2 separate regions of the Sus scrofa genome follow, and region 2 is linked to region 1. A link is a contact called in public promoter capture Hi-C data. All regions are on one chromosome and are shown on one strand. Each heading gives the region's core, a stretch centred on a gene start, on an enhancer-like site or on the middle of the called end of the contact. The rest is flanking DNA. Distances are from core to core; before and after follow the strand shown. Region 1 holds the start of MGAT4A (mannosyl (alpha-1,3-)-glycoprotein beta-1,4-N-acetylglucosaminyltransferase, isozyme A). Region 2 holds the start of UNC50 (protein unc-50 homolog).

The links. Promoter capture Hi-C pulls out the DNA fragments that hold promoters and counts their contacts.
Region 2: a promoter capture Hi-C map of liver shows a contact between it and region 1, with 10 times the contacts expected there. The contact joins the promoter of UNC50 here to the promoter of MGAT4A in region 1. A contact is called at or near these places in 3 of 5 promoter capture datasets (fetal liver, fetal skeletal muscle and liver), 32 of 47 Hi-C or Micro-C datasets (adipose tissue, alveolar macrophages, blood and 16 more) and 2 of 2 datasets of contacts at active chromatin or transcription factors (alveolar macrophages and skeletal muscle).

The regions. Positions count from the first base shown.
Region 1 is chr3:55,562,693-55,566,590 of Sscrofa11.1, forward strand. It overlaps MGAT4A (mannosyl (alpha-1,3-)-glycoprotein beta-1,4-N-acetylglucosaminyltransferase, isozyme A), which reads left to right and starts at 2,241. Exons shown (of 15, transcript NM_001315622.1): 1 at 2,241-2,336. The coding sequence starts at 2,243.
Region 2 is chr3:55,674,875-55,678,772 of Sscrofa11.1, forward strand. UNC50 (protein unc-50 homolog) reads right to left here and starts at 2,121. Exons shown (of 7, transcript XM_013987864.2): 1 at 1,973-2,121; 2 at 657-940; 3 at 487-558. The coding sequence starts at 936. It overlaps LOC100524554 (cytochrome c oxidase assembly factor 5), which reads left to right and starts at 2,168. Exons shown (of 3, transcript XM_005655200.3): 1 at 2,168-2,386. The coding sequence starts at 2,288.

The DNA.
Region 1 (3,898 bases), core at 991-3,490:
CTGCTGGCCAAGGAAAATTAACAGACTGCCTGGGTAAGAGTGGGGGGAGGGGGTGGCCTAGGCGAGGGTACAGGAAGTGAGAAATCCGTTTAAAGCTTTAAGCTGAAATTTGACATTTCCTGTGCATTTTGCAGTTTATTCTGTCATAGATCCATGTTCGTCGGAAAGTAGAAATTTTTTTTTTGAATTCATACTTAAACTGCTGGGCGAAGGTAGCACCCAGGGAAGGTTCTCTAGTGTAACCTGAGGCTTGGAGCATCCCTGGCCCTTGCTTCTCTTTGTGGGGCCCCCTGCAGGCGGCCTAGTTTAAGAGGCAAAGGATGGGAGATGGGCGCTTGGACTTTAGAGTCATGCAAATCAGGTTTCTGTCTCTGGGTTCATTCACTTCCTTGTGTGTAAAGCAGGGTGAGCAATGCCTGCTTCATGGGAGTTTGTGAAGCTTTAGAACCTGTGAGGGACACAGGAAACGCTCACTGAGTAGGAGTGTCTCTCATGACTATTATGAATCTTATGCCTTGGTGATCTTTTTTCACTAGTGGAGGTTTCTAGCAACGTTCACTTTTACAAACCAGCTGAGAGAGTAGTTTCTGAATTGCCTACAAATGGCCCCTTTAATCAGCCACACTCTTCACCAGTGGGAATTGTCCCTAGGCTTCCCAGCAGGCCATTTTGGAGGTGCATTAAGGCACCCCACCGAAGTGTCACTTAATGTATTGCCAAGTCCATCTCACAGTCCCCCTGAGGCCACCAGGAATCAATGCACATCTCAGAGTGCCTGACTCGCCCCGAGGGAATGAGAATAACTGGGAGTGGCTGTGTACAGAGCCTCCTGAACTGGTAGTGAGTGGCTGGATGCAGGGTTTTTTGGCTTGGTTTGTTTGGTTTGGTTTGTTAATACAGTTCACATTTATTGAGAACCTGTTATGTGCTGGGTGACTGTGTTTAAGTACTGCTAAGAACTTGGTTTCATTCCGTTTTCTGAACAGCTTTGCTGGCTGGGAGGTGATCTCCAGATTTCCTGAGTTAAATCAATGTTAAGTGATATATCCTGGCTTCTAGTGTTGCATTGTTGCATTTTCTAAATGCCTAAATAGTCCCAGTTTACACCCGGGGTGGTGGTGGTGGTAGGGTTAATCATTGGGAAAACTACATCTATTTTATGATGATGACCAATAGGCATCATAACTGTAACTTTTTTTTTTTTGCTTTTTAGGACCGCACCCACTGCATATGGAGGTTCCCAGGCTAGGGGTCGAATCGGAGATACAGCTGCCAGTGTACACCACAACCACAGCAATGCGGGATCTGAGCCTCATCTGTGACCTACATTCCAGCTCAGCAATGCCGGATCCTTAACCTACTGAGCAAGGCCAGGGATCGAGGCCCGTACCGTCATGGTTCTTAATTGGATTTGTTTCCTCTGCTCCACTACGGGAACTCCATAACCATAACCTTTTTATTCATTATGAGAACCAGAGGAGCCAGCACGGGTAATGATGTCATTCCGGGGGCGGGGGGGGTGAAACCACAAGGCTGAGATAAGTGACATGCCCGAAGTCACATAGGTAATGATGGAGCTGCGTCTAGGATCTAGGGCTTTTGACCCTTGAAAATTGTAGTCTGTCAGTTTTCTTGAACAATTTGAAAATATTAACTATTTACTTATTGTGCAGTAAAAGGATTGAGGAAAGTGAAGATGATGTCACAAGGGATCCACTGAGTGATCTTTATAGAGTTCTCAGCTTGGAATCTGTGGCTTATTATTTAATGAGCCTCAGCACTTCCCCCTTTGCATAAATAACGAGACCTTTATCTCCACAGATCAGACCAAGCCAAGGAGAGTGTATAGTTGGAAGCTTTTTGCTCTGGAGGAAAACAACCATATCATTCTCATATATTAAATGAGTCCGTTTCGCCCAGCCAAAAATCTGTTTATTACAGTGACTCATAAATAAAGAAACCAATATTTTGCATCAAGCAAGTTTTTCTTTCTCTCTTCCCCCTGAATAGGAAGAAAGAAGCCTGAGACATCCACCTATGAAGACTGTACGACAATCCTGACTAGTAATTGTGGATGGTGTGGCTGCCAGACTTAATTCTGCCCAGCATCTGAAATGAAGCTCTCCTATTGATGGTTTTGATTGGTCTAGAGCCAGGAGAGCTGGATTTAGTTGACTTCAAGATAAAAAGAAACAGTCTTGGTTATCATCATAAACATTTGAACCAGTGATGGTGAAATGAGATGAGGCTCCGAAATGGAACTGTAGCCACTGTTTTAGCATTTATCACTTCGTTCCTTACTTTATCTTGGTATACCACGTGGCAAAATGGGAAAGGTAAGGAAAATATCTCCAAAAATGTGCCTGGAATGTCCTAGGTTTTTTGCTTTGTCAAGTGTGCACCAGTGCTTAAGTTAAATGCCCCTGCAGTCTGCATGTTGCATGCTATCTGCTGGCAGCCTGCCAGTTTCTTTCTGACACAAAAATGAAACAGTATTCTTGGACAGAGGAGGCAGACTTTCTGATTTGAATGGGCTTTGTTTTGTTGTGGATTTTTTGTAATTGCACTCAGAGAAACATGCTCATCAGTGGTTTATATTATAAGCGGCAGCCAAGTTGAATAATAAAGACTTTTGTTTGGGCATTTTATTTCTTATTATTAAACATCATAAATGTTTAATAAGCTTCCTTGCACCGGATGTTGTACAAAACACTTAAAAGGACACAATCAGTGCCTTCAAGAAATTTACATGCTGATTATACTAATGATTAGGTGCTGTGTAGTTAATGATTTAAACCGCATGTGTTGACAGATTGCTCTTTAGGCAAAGGTATTTATGAAGTGGGTGAGATGGAATTTGGATTTGAAAAATTTTTTTAATTTAAATTAATTTTGTTTAGACTATTAAACTGTTTTTTTTAAAGGAATGTTATTTGTTTAGTGATTGGAACCACATTCAAGAACAATGCAGTTGGCTTTTTTGAAGAGAAAATATTTGCAGTAAATTCCTACCCTTCCTTTTTATGTCTCCTTTCCTTATGTTAATTTAAGGAACATTGTTGGCAGGAAGAATGGAGGTTTATATTTGGTATTTTAGAGTTCTTGTCACCTGGTTATTTGAAGGCGCTATTGCTGGCCTTATTTTATTGACTTGTATGAAGGTAACAAATGATGTATTTATAACAGTTTTTTTCTTTGTGTGTGTGTGTAATATAATCTGATATTGGTAGAAAAACATGCTCTGTGTTTTGAGCAAATACTGTATTCTTTTTCTCTTTTCTCTGAGTCGGGCTCTAATTTTGGAAGGAACTCTTTGGGGAAGAATGAATGAAAAACCTGTTAAAGACTTTCCTTCTTCGCAGACAAATATATACATCTTAGATTTTTTAATTGTTCCAAAAGGGGACAACTTATTTAAGAAGAATTTTGAGTAGTTAATCAAACTATTACTTGTCAGAGTTCCGTGGTAGTGCAATGAATTATGGATCTGGCACTGTCACTGCTGTGGTTCAGGTCGCTGCTGTGGCGCAGGTTCAATCCCTGGCCCAGCTGGGGAACTTCTGCATGCTGTGAGTGTGGCCAAACAACAAAAAATGGAGAACTATTACTTGTCCCTGACATGAACAGAACAGATGACTGGCCTTAAAAGTCTACTTAGGGTATGAGAGAAATGACCATAGAAAGAGTATATGGATTTTTTTCTTATCAGGAAATTTATCTATTCAGAGAGCTATGGTAACAGAGAAACTTGACCCTTTTAAACTGTGTCTTATTTAAAGGATTAAAACTTTTGGAACCTCCCATTCCATTTATCTTTTTTTCTTAGATAAAGACATTATAAGCATTATGTGTGTGTGTGTGTGTGTGTGTGTGGTGTGTGTGTGTGTTGTCTTTAGAA
Region 2 (3,898 bases), core at 871-3,370, 110 kb after region 1:
TCTCGAGTTCCCATCAGTGCTTTTACAACTCCCACTCTGCACTGGGCTGACCGCAAAATGCAATCTCTAAGCTCAATAGTCCTTTTTCACAGGAAGTTTGCATTTGGGTACCAGTTTCTTTATCATGGTAGTTGAAAGACATGGAACGGAGTGCCCGTTGTGGCGCAGTGGAAACAAATCCGACTAGTATCCATGAGAATTCGGGTTCAATCCCTGGCCTCACTCAGTGGGTTAAGGATCTGGCATTGCCATGAGCTGTGGTATACGTCACAGACGTGGCTCGGATTCTGTGTTGCTGTGGCTGTGGTGTAGGCCAGCAGCTGTAGCTCGGATTTGACCTCTGGCCTGAGAACTTATGTATGCCTCAGGTGCAGCCTTAAGAAAAAAAAAAAAGACATGGGGTGACTCTGTCCTCTGCTTTTCAAAGTTCTGAGGAAACAGGTTACTCTGGCATCTGCTTGGGACCTTCAGAACCAGGAAGAATACCACTTTCCGTCTTGTGAGATTTGTGAGGCTCCAGAAAGGCAGAAACAGTTTCAGAGATCCTCAAATTGTGACCTGTGACATGATGATAACAAAAGACTCTCGAAATGACAAGTCCGACCTGAAAGACTCAATTTATTCTTTAACTTTATTGCAAAAAAACTAACACTTACCACAGAGCCAGACACTTAATAGGACCAAGAAAGCAGGGTCATCTCTGGCCCACTGATCCTTTGTCTGCTTTCGGTAATGGAAGTTTCTGTAAACTCTCTGTGGGGACGTGAACAGGTAGAGCATTTGCCAGGCTGCAAACTCAAAGTCCATTTGCCGAAAACGAAAAAGCCTGCGCAGGTATTTGTAGCGTTTTGCTCCAGCTGTGTGCCTCGCTGCATCCCTGGAATTCAGTGCTCCATTCCCCTGGGATAGGGAATTCACTGAAGTACTTGGTAACATCTTCCTAGATGGAAGAGAAAAAACTCTTTTACAAGTTATCCGAAGGAATGGCTGGCTAGCACCCCTCTTCTGAATTATTTAGGTGGGAGATCACTTTACATTTGGGCTCGGATCCTTAAGAAGAGGGCTTAAAAGGGGATGCAGGTGGTTTTGAGGCCGGTTTGGGGGCTGGAGAACTGATTACACTTCAGGCAAGGGCTGCCCCACGCCCTTCTGAACTGTTACACGGTCCATCCATTCCCCACACTTCGCTTCCCTAGATCCTCAACCACGGTCCCAGCGAGCTACTGCTGAGAGCGACAACGGAGGCGCTGGAGGATGAAGTGACCCTCTTAAGAGCAGAGCTAGTGTTGGAAACAAACTTCCAACTCACGTACTCTGGCTCAAAATTCCACCCTTCAATTTTTGCTCTTAACCAACTAAGGCTTTTAGGGGAAAGCCTTTGCTTAAGCCAAACAGAAACCATGTTATGGACGAGGTAAAATAAATGCCCTATCAGACAGGTCCATCAGTGTATAACCAGCACGTAATTCATTCCCTAGAATGTGATGTCAAAACAAACCAAAACTCCAAAGTAAGTGGTTTAGGTGGGGAATGACAGCGTGGGAGTCCAGCCCCCACGCTCCGTGCCAGCAGCTCAGTGCCCAGTTTCACGCCCCAGGCCACCGGGACGCCAGCAGCGCCTTCCAGGCCCAGCTGCTTCCCGCTGACCCGGGCCGCGGATAGAACGGCCAGATTAAGCATAAAAACACTGGGCGCCCAGTTACATCTGGATTTCAAATACAGGAGTAATTTTTAGTATAAGCAGGTCCCAAACACTACGTGGCACATACGCATAGCAAAACATTACTGAATTATCTGAAATTCAACTGTAACTGGCCTCCTTGATTTTGCCTGGCAGTCCTACCACAGGCCGAGCAGCCGGACCTGGGCGCGGTCACTCTAGGGCCAGGTGACCCAGGGCAGTGAGACGGCAGAGGAAAAGGCCCGGGGCGAGCCCAAGACGTGCGCGGAACCGACGATCGGCAGGTCTCACCTAGAGCCCCGCGGCGACCTCCACCCGCTCCAAACTGACCCAGCACATCCGCGCAGCAGCCGAGCTCAGCAGCCGCTGGACCAACTTCCCTTTCAGCAACGTCGGCGACGCTGGAGGCGCACCACGTCACGTGACCCAGTTTCGCCGCGCGTGCGCAAGCGCGGCCTCTGGGTCTCGCCCTCCAAAGCGCGCTCGCCGGAAGTGGTTGCTGCCGGCTTCCGGTTCCGCCCTGTGCGGGGTCGCTGGCGTCTTACCGTGTCGGGCTCGGTTGCAGACTCGTGTGTGTCCCGGCCGCGGCGGGCGGGAGGCGCGGTCATGCCTCGGTATTACGAGGACAAGCCGGAGGGCGGCGCGTGCGCGGGCGTGAAGGAGGACCTGGGCGCGTGTCTGTTGCAGTCGGACTGCGTGCTCCAGGTAGCGCGGCCGGGGGCTCGGGGTGACCGAAGCCCGAAGCGGGAGGCGGGGCCGGCGAAGGGCCCCGCTCAGGCCGCTGGCGGTTAAAAGACGTGCCTCTGAGTTCTCCGACCTGGGTATTGAGCGCCGCAACAACTTAATGAATTTGGGCAAATCCGCTGTCTAAGCCTCACTTTCCAACGGTGTGAAATTGGAGATAAAGATACCTCCCTATTGGTTTTTGTAAAAGGGAAACCGTTTCAGTTGCGAAAATAGGCATTGAATGCTGCCACTCTGCTAGGTTTTGGAGGCATGAAGGAGAATAGACAGGTTTCCTATTCAACTGATAAGAATCAGTAAGTTAGAGCTTGGCACACTGTGTTGGCTAGTAGCTTCGTTTTTCTCTGTTCAGTTGTGGCTGAAAAGATACTATGTTTTGCCTTGTGTTGGTTAGAATTTGTTGTTGAGCTGGAGTTCCGTGCACTCCTGGGTAAGTTGTAAGCGCCTTTTCTCCACTTTGTATCTTAGAGCTCCCCCTACTGCTGGTTTTGTGCGGTAATGGAAGGTTATTCTCAGGTTTTTCCGTCACTACAGCCACAGCTCTTCTCAGGAGCCAATTTGAATGCAGTGGGTTTCAGAGCTGACGGGGGAGCTGGGTTCTGGCCTGAAAACCAATTAAAGCACAAAAACATTTTCCAATTAAAACAGCCTGGTGAGAGGGTAGTCAGTAATTATTTTTGCATTTGGAGATATGATTTCAGAAAGTTGCCCTCGGAGTTCCCATTGTGGCTCAGCGGGTAACAAACCCGACAAGTATCCTTGAGGCTCGGGTTCCATCCCTGGCCTTGCTCATTGGGTTAGGTATCCGGCGTTGCTCTGAGCTGTGGTGTTGGTCCCGGACTCGCCTCGGATCCTGTGTGGCTCTTGATTCGACTCCTACCCTGGGAACTTAAGTGTGCCACTCGTGGGGCCCTTAAAAAAAAAAAGAAGAAGAAAAAGGTTGCCCTTATTTCAAAGAAAAAAATAACTACCCCCAGAGGTTATATCAGGTGTTTCTACTGATTTCTGCTTTACGTTTGGTTCCCTGATTGGGGCGGTTGGCCAGACTGGCCTCCCGGTGTCTGGTAAAACTTCAGAGCAGATATGAATGTAAGAGATTATCTGTACAACTTGGTCATTCAGCTGAGGAGACTGAGGTGCCCTGTCCCCGGCTGTTTCCTTCCTGCTGCTTCATTGGTGCATGTATTCAGGCAGCTCCTAGTAAATACCTACTAAGTGGCAGCAATTATACCAGGCACAGGTGATGCAGAGATGAATTAGTTACAATCACTACCTGCATCGGCTTGGTCTGATGGGAAGAACAGATGTGTAAGGGGCTAACTTCCTGTGATAAGGGTAATGTAAGCAATTAGGAAATCTTGTTTAATGGGTAGGGGAGGAAAATGCCTTGGGCACCCAATGGAGAGCAACTTACTTGGAATTTGGAAACTTGTCACGGATGAGGTGATATTTGATCTGAGCCTTAAAGATTGA